Regions from separate parts of the Oryctolagus cuniculus genome. Here region 1 is linked to region 2. The links are chromatin contacts, called in public Micro-C maps. All regions are on one chromosome and are shown on one strand. Each heading gives the region's core, a stretch centred on a gene start, on an enhancer-like site or on the middle of the called end of the contact. The rest is flanking DNA. Distances are from core to core; before and after follow the strand shown. Region 1 overlaps ANKRD55 (ankyrin repeat domain 55). Region 2 holds the start of IL6ST (interleukin 6 cytokine family signal transducer).

What was found. A called contact is a pair of places that touch in the nucleus more often than the background predicts.
Region 1: a Micro-C map of ear pinna shows a contact between it and region 2, with 8 times the contacts expected there. The contact joins the enhancer-like site here to the promoter of IL6ST in region 2. A contact is called at or near these places in 3 of 6 Hi-C or Micro-C datasets (ear pinna, psoas muscle and an unstated tissue).

What each region holds. Positions count from the first base shown.
Region 1 is chr14:76,929,234-76,935,398 of mOryCun1.1, reverse strand. All of the region lies in intron 2 of ANKRD55 (ankyrin repeat domain 55), which reads left to right. Among named protein-coding and RNA genes, the nearest start is that of ANKRD55, 29 kb to the left of the region's middle. Within about 2 kb of position 2,653, at least 1 of the 8 cell types and tissues checked has an H3K27ac peak or open chromatin away from gene starts, as enhancers often do.
Region 2 is chr14:76,740,170-76,747,059 of mOryCun1.1, reverse strand. IL6ST (interleukin 6 cytokine family signal transducer) reads left to right here and starts at 2,121. Exons shown (of 17, transcript XM_008262226.4): 1 at 2,121-2,361.

The DNA of each region.
Region 1 (6,165 bases), core at 1,404-3,903, 190 kb before region 2:
GGAAGAGGAACAGTTGGGACTCAAACTGGTGCCCACAAGGGATGCTGGCACCGCTGGTGAAGGCTTAGCCCACTACACCACAGCGCCAGCCTCAGGCCTTTATTTCTTATATTCACCTCCTCTTCGATTTGCCAGTTGGGAGAAAATGTGCTAATAACTCAATAAGCACTTATTTACCAAGAGTCTATAATACTTTCAACATTGCTCTTGCTTGCACTATCTTAAGTTTGGGATTTTTTTCTTCTATAATTAAGGCAAAAGCAAACAGCCAAAATAGGCATAAATTCAATTCTAGAGAGGTAAAAAGATGGACAGTCATTCAACAAGTTGGGTTTTAGCCTCTTCCTTTTAAAAAACAACTACAAATCCAAGCAAGGTACCCCGCAATGACCCCATTGTCGTGAGAACACATTGTATTTCTATGTTTGTAGAATTTCTAGGAACCCTCATTACAATCACCCAGAAACTGCTATTGATCTGTGACTGGGTGGAAAGCACACTGGGCACTTCAAAGGGTCAGCGAAATTTTAAAGAAAACTTAAAGAAGGAAGAATCCTGTCCGATCTGAGAATGCATCGTTAACAAAGAGGAAGGAAGCAGAGTCAAGACAATGAGCGCATTCATGGAGAGCCAGACGATAGCAAGCAGCCACCGCAGGGCTTCCGGGACGTGCAAAGCTGGAGAGCCGCACACTAACTGGACTTGTCCAATCGCTGGCACCGGGCCAGCTGCCCAAACTACATTTGTTTTCTGAAACTATTTCCGAGAGAGCAAGACACTAGGGGCAGTTTCACACATGGCCGCAGGACAAGACCCCCTTCTCCAAATCACTCCCAGCCCAGTAGCTGTTGTTCTTGCAACGATCGACAATCTGTTGTTTATTTCTCTACAAACGTGAGACACATGGAACGTGAATCATGAAGGAAACCTAGAGGTCAGCCTTGCACACCTCACAGCTGTCCCCTCAAGATCATCTCTGAGGAACGTTTGGTCCCACCTGGGGGTGATGAGGGGCACACCAGCTCCCAAGGTAACCCCACCTACCACTCAACAGTTCCAGAGACCCAGAAGTCCCATTGATTCCAATCTGTACCCACCACAACTACTCTGGGTCTGCAGAAAATAATCTTAAACAGTCTTTCCCTGCATTTTCCATAGCTGAAAACAGCTGTCATGTCCAGCCAAGTCTGTTCTTGTCCAAACGAAACAAACCCTGCTCCCTCGCTCACTCCTCACCTTCCAGGGTTCCCCAGTAAAACTGTGACTCCAACACCTGCCATTTCTAGGAAGAGAAAGTGGTTCAGAAAAAAGGAAGAGAAATTGGAGGAAGCGTGTTCAAAATAGCATTTGACTTAACTTTTAACTTCCTAAAGCCAGGTAGGCTAACATAATCCTCTACAAGATTAAGCTTTTTTTTTTTTTTTTTTGTCAAAAAAGAATCATTTGAGATGGAGAGACAGCAACTGAACGCCCATCCACTGCTTGCCTTCTCAAATGCCTTTAACAGCCAGGACTGTGCCAGGCCAATGCCAGGAGTTGGGAACTCGGCCCAGTTCTCTCACATGGGTGGCGGGAATCCAATCACTAGAGGTGCATCCCCTCTGCCTGCCAGGGTCTGCATTGGCAGGGAGCTGGAGTTAGGAGTGAGAGCTGGGCATTGAACCCAGGTACGCTGATACTGGGTATGGATATCTTCACCTCTAGACTAAATGCCCGCTTGTAATTTAAGATTTCTCCCTTCCAGTGGGGCAAAGAACTCCTTGACGCAATACTTCAACATCAGAACGATTCCTGTGAAACCCCAAGTGGATGAGAAACTCCACATCTTTATGCACACTGAATTGATCAATAAATCCATTCAGTACCTGCGCCCCAAGTCCATGTACATTAAAGCTTGAGACTTTTCTAAGGATTAGTAGCACCAGAATGAAAGTGGATTCTATGAGGGCACATTGTAGAGAGGCATCTTTACCCAAGTTTATCACAGACATGCTTCTTTAAATAGAAAATTCCATTTCCCAGGCCCCCTGCATCTAGGAGAGATGCTAACCATGGACCAGCATTCACAGCCCAGAAGAAGCAACCCCAGGAACAGGGATGCTGGGATTCAAAGAAATGCATGTGTTGCATCACAAATCTGGTTATGGCTGTGGCCAGACAGCTTCCCTTGAGATAGCACTGTTGCAAGACTTCCTCCACACAGAATGAAGGATTCCTTGAGTGTTGGTTCTCTCCACTGTTACCTGCAGAAAGCTTGGAGCTACTTTTCTCTTTAAAACGTTAGAAAGAAACTTTGCTTTCCATGTTACTGGCACTTTAAAAAGCATTCTTAAAGTCTGAGGCGATATACCCTGAGGGACTTGGGCAGAAAATTCGAGAAAGAGCAAAATCTTCCAGCTTATAAACCCTCTGCATTCCACTGCTTAGGCACAGGGTCTCATTAAGGCGAAGGGAGACAGGGGTGCCTAGCCGTGTCAGCGTAGACATGTGGATAATATCCATTGAGATGCCTGGGAGACTTCCTCTGTGTGAGGCTGCATGGGAATGTATTCTGTTAGCTCTCAGAAGAGCCCTGCAAGATAGGCATGATTCTTGTCCCATTTGACAAATGAAGACTAGGCATGGAGAGATTAAGCAACTCACCTCGGATCACGTAACTAGGAGGTAGGTGGCAGCACCAGGACTCAAATGCTGGAGGTTAGGTCCCAGAGCCTAGCTCTCGCCTTTCCTCTGTGTCGCCTCCATGCAGTGTGTCACACGGTATCTCTGATGAGAGTCACATGAGACTCATTTTGTTTCAAAGCCATTCAGCTGTACCAATGACCTTAAACTTGTTCCAGCATGGCCAGGGAGTTCCAAACTGACTGGTAATTCTACCTAGCAGAACTGGCAGCAGCCTGGCCCAGGGCCAGGTCAAGGCCCACAGAGGCTCTTAATCACCAGTGGGTGGCAATGTTGTCACATGGAGCCATCAGGGTGCAGCGGAGGCCTGGCACCCTCCCCAGAAGCTGGGAAAGCCTCGCCACCTTATGGGTGGCTGAATCTGGGTAACCCCCAGGATGCAGCCTTCTTCCAGAAGCATCCAGGCTCCTTCTGCAGGAAGAGAGGGGAACACTGGCAATTATGGGATTCTTCCCTTGTCCTGCCATCACTCCCAGGGACGTCTCGATTGTAAGATCAATGTCTTCCCACAGGTCGTGCATGTCCTGGAGAGATTCCACCACCTTTGTGCCTACAGTCATACTAGCCGGTTGTAGATGTTGATAAATGGGTATATGAATACTTTTCAGTTCCCCAGAGGCAATTTCAGACCAAAAAAGCTTATCGGGATCCTCTGTAGTTGTTCCCAAGTGGATCTGGATGTGGTTGGTGCATTGGGTGGGTCCTCAGAACAGACTAGACTGCAAGCAGCACCCCCTGACAAAGCCCAGTCCACGCTCTTTAAACGGCGATCAATACTCAATCCGCTCTCACACCGGCCTGGCCCACCCACACAGGGGCACAGTTTGCGCAGAGCAAGTGCCAAGGTGGTCTCTACATAATTTCAGCAAAATGGCTCCTGCAACTGATACATTCCAGAGCTGTCCCAAAGAAAGCCCCAGTAACCACGGGCAGAGCCGCTTCCCCTTGTGCAAAACTGAGCAGCTCTGAGGAAGGTCCTCAGATCCCAAGCATTTCTCATGGCCGGGCTTGCGTGCATTTGAAATCCCTGTAGCAGCCGGCACCGCGGCTCATCCTCCGCCTTGCGGCGCTGGTACACTGGGTTCTGGTCCCGGTCGGGGTGCCAGATTCTGTCCCGGTTGCCCCTCTTCCAGGCCAGCTCTCTGCTCAGGCCGCAGCGCGCCAGCCGTGGCAGCCATTGGAGGGTGAACCAACGGCAAAGGAAGACCTTTCTCTCTGTCTCTCTGTCTCTCTCACTGTCCACTCTGCCTGTCAAAGAAAGAAAGAAAGAGAGAGAGAGAGAGAGAGAGAGAGAGAGAGAGAAAGAAAGAGAAAGAGAAAGAAAGAAAGAAAGAAAGAAAGAAAGAAAGAAAGAAAGAAAGAAAGAAAGAAAGAAAGAAAGAAAGAAAGAAAGAAATCCCTGTAGCATCATGCTGGGCCCTGGGGATTAGCTAGATAATGTATGATGCATCCAGAAATCGAGAAAAAATGCAGCAAAGAGATGATTTCAAGAATACCCACCAATTCCATTTTTGTATAAAAATATTTTTTAATTTTCAAACGATTACTAGGGTAAGAACAGAATTTACAAAACATGTTTTTCTTTCTTTCTTTTTTTTTTTTTTTAGTACATCATCAAATATCAAGCATTTGTTTCCTTGGATATAGATGCACTAGGCTCTGTGTACACTTTTAGTAATCTCCTATAAATTCAAATCTAGTAAATCACACTCCTCTCTCCCCATTTAAGAAAAAAAACAGGCTTGGCTTACTTTGCTGAGTAGAAAAAAACATAAATTCACTATGGAGAGGTTGGAGAATGTAGGAAGTTCTGAAGAATATCTAAGAGATGATTTCCATTGGCTTTTTGATGCCAATCTTTTTACATAGTTCACATATGTAAATAAATTTTATAAAATATAATCTACCTCTCTGCACCTGTGTCTTTTTTCCGATTTCTTCTCATCTCTTCCATTTTTTTTACTTTTGATTTTTTTCTCCATGGGCATCTCTCTTCATGCATCTGTACATAAATTTCTCTATTTAGTTCTTACACAAGTACAGAGACACGAGTCATTCAAAACATACTACTTTCTTAACTGCATAGGAATAAAAATAAATGATGAACAGATAGTCGGTAGATAGATGATAGACAGATAGATGGGTTAGGAAGGATTGATGTAGCTTTCTTGGTTATGTTAAGTGGGTTTGTGACCTTCAGTAGAAAAAAAAATTTCCTGCCCCAACTTTAGATTCCATAAGAACCACAAGTCATTCTTCTCTTTGTACCTGTTATTCCTAAGCCACCCTTCCTCATTTCTGGAAACTCTGCACAGGGCCCACGATCAGGCCTAATTATTTGTATTCACCACCACTTAGATGGGCTGCTTCCATATGGTCTCTAAGGAAGCTCCTCCATTTCCTTTTTCCAACCACTTGGCAGTTCTGTACCACATCTCAGGCCTGGAAGGAGCACTGCAGAACATTCTGTTCTGCCCCACATGTCTGCCCTGCCCCAACCCTTGTGCCTCACTCTGGATCTGAATTCCTCCAAATAAATGCCTCCTTGGTGTGTGACAAGCCAAGGTTGACCGTCCTCAATGACAGGAAGCTCACTACCTCTTGAGGAGACCCGGAACACTTTTACAAAGCTCTTAACAACTGAAATACCTGTCTTTCTGTCACCCTCATTCGCTGCTATTGCTAAGTATCGAAGGTTCATGGAAGCACTAAGCATAACATTTTCTGTGTAAAATACTTGAAATACAATCCTATTTACAGTAGCATCAAAAAATCAAATACTTAAGGATGGACTTAACCAAGGAGGTAACAGACTGTATGCTTGAAAACTGCACAGCATTGCTGAAAGAAATTAAAGAAACAAACAAATGGATAGACATCCATGTTCCATTAGTTAGAAGACTTAGTATTGTTAAATGCTTAATACTACCCCCAAAAATCTATGGATTCAATATGCCTCTACCCAAATCTCAGCATTTTTAGAAACAAAAAATTTATTATAAAATTCATATAAGTCTCAAGGGACCCCAAATGGCCAAAATGATCTTCAAAAGAACAAAGATTGAGGCCTTACACTTCCTGTTTTCGTAACTTAATACAAAGCTATGTAATGAAAACAGTATGAGCTGACATAAAGATTGACATTTAGATCAGTAGACTAGAATTGAAAATCTAGGAAAACCGTATCTATCTATCTATCTATAGAGAGTGTCAAAAGGTGGAACCCTGGGAAATTAATATATATATATGATTTATGAATATGATTAATGGATCTATATTATTTTCTACACTAGTACCAAAACCAATAGAGAAAAAATGGACTTTTCAACAAATGGTTCTTGAACAACTAGTTAGCCACATGGAAAAGAACACAGATGGACCCTTTCCTTATACATAAGTAAGACTAAGCTCAAAATGTATCAAAACCCCAAATATAAGACCTAAAACTATGTAACTTTTAGAAGAAAGCATAGGAAGAAAGCT
Region 2 (6,890 bases), core at 872-3,371:
GAACATAGGAGGCCAGTGCCACGGCTCACTAGGCTAATCCTCTGCCTGTGGTGCTGGCGCCCCTGGTTCTAGTCCCGGTTGGGGCGCCGGTTCTGTCCCGGCTGCTCCTCTTCCAGTCTAGCTCTCTGCTGTGGCCCCGGAAGGCAATGGGGGATGGCCCAAGTGCTTGGGCCCTGCACCCACATGGGAGACCAGGAGGAAGCACCTGGCTTCAGATTGGGTAGCGGCCATTTCCGGGGTGAACCAACTGAAGGAAGACCTTTCTCTCTCTCTCTCTGTCTAATTCTGCCTGTCAAAAAAAAAAAAAAAAAAAACACCACTGGAGGAAGAGTTAGCTTTTCAAAAGAACAGACTTTTCTTCCTCTGAGCAAGAGGGAAAAGAGGAGAGGGCTAAATCTATATAGCAGCTGAATCCTAAGTTGGAGAAAAGTTAAGGATAGTTTGTATTTTTCTCGGAAGTAATGAAACAAGGTTCTGTACTAAGAACCAATGTGGAGATGGGGCTGGTAGTTCAAGGAAAAGGGAAACAGGAAATAGATTGACAACATAAACGTGGCTGAAGGTCAAAGGAACTGAAGATGCTTGCCGATACAAAGGCTCCCATTGCTGAGGAAGATAAGAAGAGGTAGGAAATAACTGGTACATTAGGAGAACAAAGACTGGAGGTCACACCCAGGACAAACTGCAGAGCTAATGGGATTGAGGACACAATGGAGGGAGAAGGGTGAGCAGCCAAGGGGACAGAGAGGGACACTCACAATGCAAAACTTGGGAGGTGGAGTAGCTTCACTCGATGACTAAGTGAAAGGTGCGGCTCCACCTCTGGGCTACTTGGACTGAGTGAAGTTGAAGACGACTGGGGAAGAAAAGGAGGGGAAGTTATGCAGTCAGGGTGCTGAAATCATTACTGATGAACAACATGAGGACGCACCGAGACTGACAAAGAGTTTCAGAAACACCACAGACAAGGAAGTACATGGGATCAATCTGATCACATTGTGTAGGTTAGATGTAAGATGACAGCGAGCAGCAAAACAGAATAGGATATCAGGAGTAGCAACAATTGCCAAGTTTTGACTGCTTTGGAAGGCCCTTTCTACTAAAAACTCCTGTTTCCCTGAGTCTTTCTAGTAAAAGCTCCCTGATCAGCAACTATGAGATCATAAGTGATCTGTTTATTCCATCTGAATCCTCAACATAATGAAGAACCTTTTAATTATCTATTAATTTGTAGGTATAATTTATCATGAAGCCATTGCAGCCCTCCTCGAGACAGCCATTCTTCCACAAAAGACCCCGGTCCTGATTGTCTTTCTTCACACACACACACACACACACACACAGCATCTTTGAAGTTTCTCATTTGCTTTGGCAAATGCACATTAACCAACGTGAGCCTTTAGGTCTATATTCCAGGTGGGGGTAGGAGGTTGAATCATGAAGAAATTGATTTTTACTTTTTTTTTTTCTTAACTGGGGAGTGCAACACGCAAAGAAACATCAGTTTCTTGGTAGGTCACCCTCTCTGGATTCTCTTATCACTCATACCCAAAGTCACTAACTTAAAAAAAAAAATTACACCGTGGCAACACTTATTTACATAAAACCTGGGCCGAAGCCGCCGCCGCCGCCACTGTCGCCACAATCTCGGCCACCGAGTCCTTCACTTTCCCCACGGGACTCTCGCGCTTCCCGGTCCCTCAGGGAGACACGCTGTCCCTCGCGGCCCCGGGTTCCTCAGGGAAGGCCCGGGACGGAGCCGCGAAGGGAAGCCGAGGGCGCCCTGGTGAGAAGCGAGGGCGGGAGGTGCGGGCGGGCAGCACCCGGGCTTCGGTTCATGACCCGTTATTCCACGGAAAAATGGAACATTCCGCTCCTTCCGCCCGCAAAGGGGAGGCGGGGGAACCCTTCGATCTCGTCTGGGAGAGGCGACGCGAGCGCAGCCGCCAGAATCCGGGACGCCGGGAGCAGCGTTACGGGAATCGCAGCCGCCCGGAGTCCCGCCCCCTCGTCGTGGAGCAGCCGCTGGGCCAATGCCTGGGGGTACCCGGACTCGTAAGGACCAATCAGAACCCGGGCCCCGACTCTGGGGGCGGGGCATGGAGGGGGCGCCGCGGGGCGGGGTTAGGGGGACGCAGCGCCCCGTCGCGGTAGAAGATCGGCGCGTCGCGTCCTGGGGAAGGGAGCCGCGAGCTGTCCGGCACCGGGGCCGACAGCCCAGAGGCCCGGGAAGTCGTCTTGCGGCCGGCTGAGTAGGGGGGCTGCCAGGCTCGCCCACCTGACGTCTTGGGTCTGGTCCGGCCTGGCGCCGACGGAGAGTCAGCCGTGGAGTCGCAGAAGAGCGAGGCGCCGCGGCCTGAGGTGAGGACGGGCCGGGACCGGGTGCAGGGCCGAGTAGCGGGCGGGCGCGGGCGCGGGCGGGCTCGGGCGGCGCGGACCGGCGAGCTGCGCTGGAGCGGGCCTCTTCCTTCCCCGGGAGAGGAGCGCCCGGCCGCGCGCGCACCCCGAGGTTGTCAGTCCCAGCCTGGAAATCCCCACATTCCTTCCCCTCTCTGCTTCCACCCCCTGATTGGACTTCTGCAACTTTGTCACCTCGATTCCCGAATCCCAAGTACAGACCTTCCGCCTGCCCTACGCACACCCTGTTAAGCTCCCTTCAAGACTGGACCCCTGCTTGGCGCCCCGACCTCGTTTCTTCCAGCCCCCTCTCCGCCGCCCTTTAAATTCCACGAGCCCCGCACTTGACTCCGAATCTCAGGCCGGAGGTTGATTCCCCTTCCTCGTGGCCGTCTTTTCATCCTCAAACTGTAATGCTTCAACACCGTTTGAAGTTCGCAGCGCTAGTAATCACGTTAACGAACGTTGCTTGTCTGCCTTTGAGGTCTTTTATCCACCCTTCCCGACATAGCGCTGTAGCCTAAGGAGAACAAATCCATGATCTTTTCATGTGTCTCCTGCTCCCCTAGGCTTAAAGGTTACTCCAAGACCAAGGTTCTGCTCTTCAGTGGGTGAACTGCATCTTATTCATAACCTCAACCCACCCCCAAAATTCACAGATCAGAAATGAGACTTGCCGTTTTTATTTATTTATTTATTTATTTTTTGCCTAAAGAAGGAAGCCGATTGTGATTTAATTTGTGTAGTTTTGGGCAGTTATACCGCTTTACAATAATTTATAACGCAGTTATACCGCTTTAAGATAATTTATTGGTAGAGTTCCAGGACAAATCTAAAAGATTGCGGTATTTGGTTTAGTCAGTGCTGTAAACAAACCCTTTAGACTGTGTGTGACTGCCAGCTTCAAGTTGGAGCAACTCTGGATTTGAAATTATTGACTCGGATAATCCTGCAAGTTAGTCACCATTATCTTCATTTCTTAAATTGAGGTTAATACCTATTGGGAAGTACAGATGAGAATATTACAAGAACCAACTTGATAGGAAGGTAAATTGGGAGTTCCAGCTGTTTCTCTTTAGCAATAATTTTGAACATTTGGTTTTAATTACAGGTGAAAGGGAAAGATTAGAAGGGAGTGTCAAAAATTGTAGTGAAAATTTTCTTTCAAGTCTGTATTATTGACAACAGTAGTTTAGTTTTCTCATTGGTAATTTGGAGCACTGTACTGCTGCCAGCCAATTTATTAGAGTATATTCTTACACAATTAATAGTGTTGTTCTCACGAATTGTTGTTTTTAGGTTTTTTCCCCCAATAGGATTTGCATAGCAGTTAAATATTAGAGTGAATGTTGATTATTACATTCCTGTGAAGTAGGGTTGACAACAGGTTAAGTAAAATTGATTGATAACAGTAAAATAAATGCCTATGTGACTCTGTATCCTATGTGCTTAATCATTTTGTCATACTGACACATTTCTCATAGAGATTCCAGTGCAACATTTGGTTTGGAAATTTAAGAGCTATATCCATAATCCCTCTACTATGGCAGGAAGGGTTCCCATCCCCCAAGCTGTTTCAGAGCTGCTCATTTTAATGGGAGTCAGAATTGCCTGGCCTTAGTACAGTTGCAGCTTGGCTCCTGGAGAAGCATGGAATGTTCTCATAGGCTTCACCGTTCGTGTGATTGCCAAGACAGTATGCTCAAAGTTGATGTTTCTGTTGGGCTTTCTTAGTCTATAGGATCCAGCTGAGCACTTACTACTTTAAGAACTCACAAAGATGCATGAGATGTCATCAAATCTAAACATAATTTGCACAAAATTGGATTGACTTAAAAATGAAAAATCACAGCTTTAAAGCAGTTTTAATTAGATGCTGAGTGATACTGACAATGCTAAAGGTATTTAGAGAGATTGTTGATGGATTGAAATGATCAAAGGAGGTACTAGAGGTCAGCTTTGAAATCTGAGTGAGATTTGGATAAAGGGAAAATGAAGAGTCCATTCATAATGTAGAATATATAGGGGTATAATATAGCAGAAGATACAGAACATGGTAGAGAACCAGCCGGTGGAAAGGGTCAGTAGTAACCAATACATGTTAATTATATAGCCAGGACATATTTAAAACTTACTTTGTGTCAGTCACTATTTTGAATACTTTGCCCATATTAATACATTTAATTCGTATAGCCTTTTAATGTGGCTCTTGCTGTCTTTCTTTTTAATGCTTTTTTTAAACACTTATTTATTTGAAAGAGTTACAGAGAGAGGTAGAGACAGAGAGAGAGGTCTTCCATCTGCTGGTTCACTCCCCAGATGGCCGCAACGGCCGGAGCTGCGCCAATCCGAAGCCAGGAGCTTCTTCCAGGTTTCTCACACAGATGCAGGGGCCCAAGGACTTGGGCCATCTTCCACTGCTTTCCCAGGCCATAGCAGAGAGCTGGATCAGAGGTGGAGCAGCCGGGACTCGAACTAGCACCCATATGGGATGCCAGCACTTCAGGTCAGGGCGTTAACCCACTGTGCCACAGCGTCAGCCCCTAATGCGTTTTTAAAATTATTATTTAAGAGAGTGCCCATCTAGTGGTTCACTATCTAAATGGCCAAGATGGGGGCCGGCGCTGTAGTGGGTAAAGCTGATGCCTGCAGTGCTGGTATCCCATATGGGAGCCGATTCGAGTCCTGGCTGCTCCACTTCCGATCCAACTCTCTGCTATGACCTGGAAAAGCAGTAGAAGATGGCCCAAGGCCTTGGGCCCCTGCACCCACGTGGGAGACCTGCAAGAAGTTCCTGGCCTCAGATAGGCACAGCTCTGGCCGTTGTGGCCAGTTGGGGAGAGAACCAGAGAATTGAAGGCCTTTCTCTCTCTCTGTCCCTCTCTCCTTCTCACTGTGTGTAACTCTGACTTTCAAATAAATAAATAAATCTTTAAAAAAACAAATGGCCAGAACTGGACCAGGAGGAAGCCAGGAAACAGAAACTCAATCCAGGTCTCCCATCTAATTAGGAGGGACCCAATTATTTGAGCCATCACCATCGCCTCCCAGGGTCTGCATTAGCAGGAAGCTACAATTGAGAACCTGAGCCAGGATTCAAACCCAGGTATTCTGATAGTTCTTAACAGCAAAGCCAAATGCCTACCCTATCCCCTTTTCAACATAAGGAACTCAGGCAGTGAAAGGTTAATTAACTTGTCCAGCTAACAAGTAATAGATCACATATTGTCTCTTTATATAATATGTTTGAGTCATAATGAGTAGAATGAGAAGGCCATGCTAGAAGATCTTTTAAAGCCGACTCTTAATGGTCCACTAGGTGCTTGAAAGTGTTAGCTGACTATATTAAGACATGTTAAATAATTATGGTGCAGTGCCATGAATCCTGTTTGGGAACTGTGTAAGAGTACACTGGAAACAAAAATGCTTGTGAGAGTAGGGGAAAATTCCACAGAAGAAATGATGTTTCTTCTGGATTATAAACAGTACTGCAAAGCAGAGGTAGTAAAGGTATTGTAAAAGCATGTGTGGAGCGCAGACTCTGAACAAAGTGTAGAGAAGTATGATTAGACGAAGTGTAGAGAAGTTTGCTGTGACTTAAGAGTCAGTAGGGATGGGGTAGGTAATGGTGAAAGGTAACCAACAAATTGTGAATGGAATGGTGAAGTCAGGCAAAATGAGGACCTTACATGTTTGCTTTGCAATTGGAAAATGACAAAAATAATTTTAGCATGATTGGAGTAAAGGCCAGATTGTTTGCAATACTCCACAAGTTTAGTGGTAGGTTAGCTTTAGGGAGAAGTCCAAGGAAAGGATTGTTTTTGGAATAGGGAAAATTCACTATTGGAAAAGATAGATTGGACAAGCATACTGAAGCCACATTTTTAGAATCTTAAATAGCTAAAATGTTTTGCATTGTTATTCACCTTTTAACAGACTATGAGGGAAAGAGTGATGAGTTTAAAGTAGCGTTTTAGCAAGATTCATCCACCAATAATGTTCAGAAAGTTTGGAAGGAAGGAAAGAGCCTGGAAGCAGAAAGGCTATTTTAAGTATTGAGATGATTAGTGCCCAAATTAAATTGGTCATGGTAAAGGGTAAGAACAGGCAAGTGGGGAAAGCATTTTAAAAGAAGAATGGATAAGATTTGTAGCTTAGAAAAACTAAAATGTAATCGATAGTTAAGAGAAACAACAATGGACTCCACTGACTTGGATAATTGAAGAGAGTGAGTTTGTAGCTGGAGAAAAATATAAATGCTGTAATTGAAAAAAGTGTGTATTTATGTGTATATGTTCATATAAACACATACACACCTATGTGTTTGTAGACCTCAAATGGATTTAAGTGGCATAATACTCAAGAAGATATGTATCTGATATTAAAAATCCAAGTCAGAATTCTTGAAGTTATTTTGCTTGAAGCTAATAGTGGAAGTCATATGTTTTTAAAAAAATTGGTAGATGCCAAATACTTTATAGTTGATTACATTG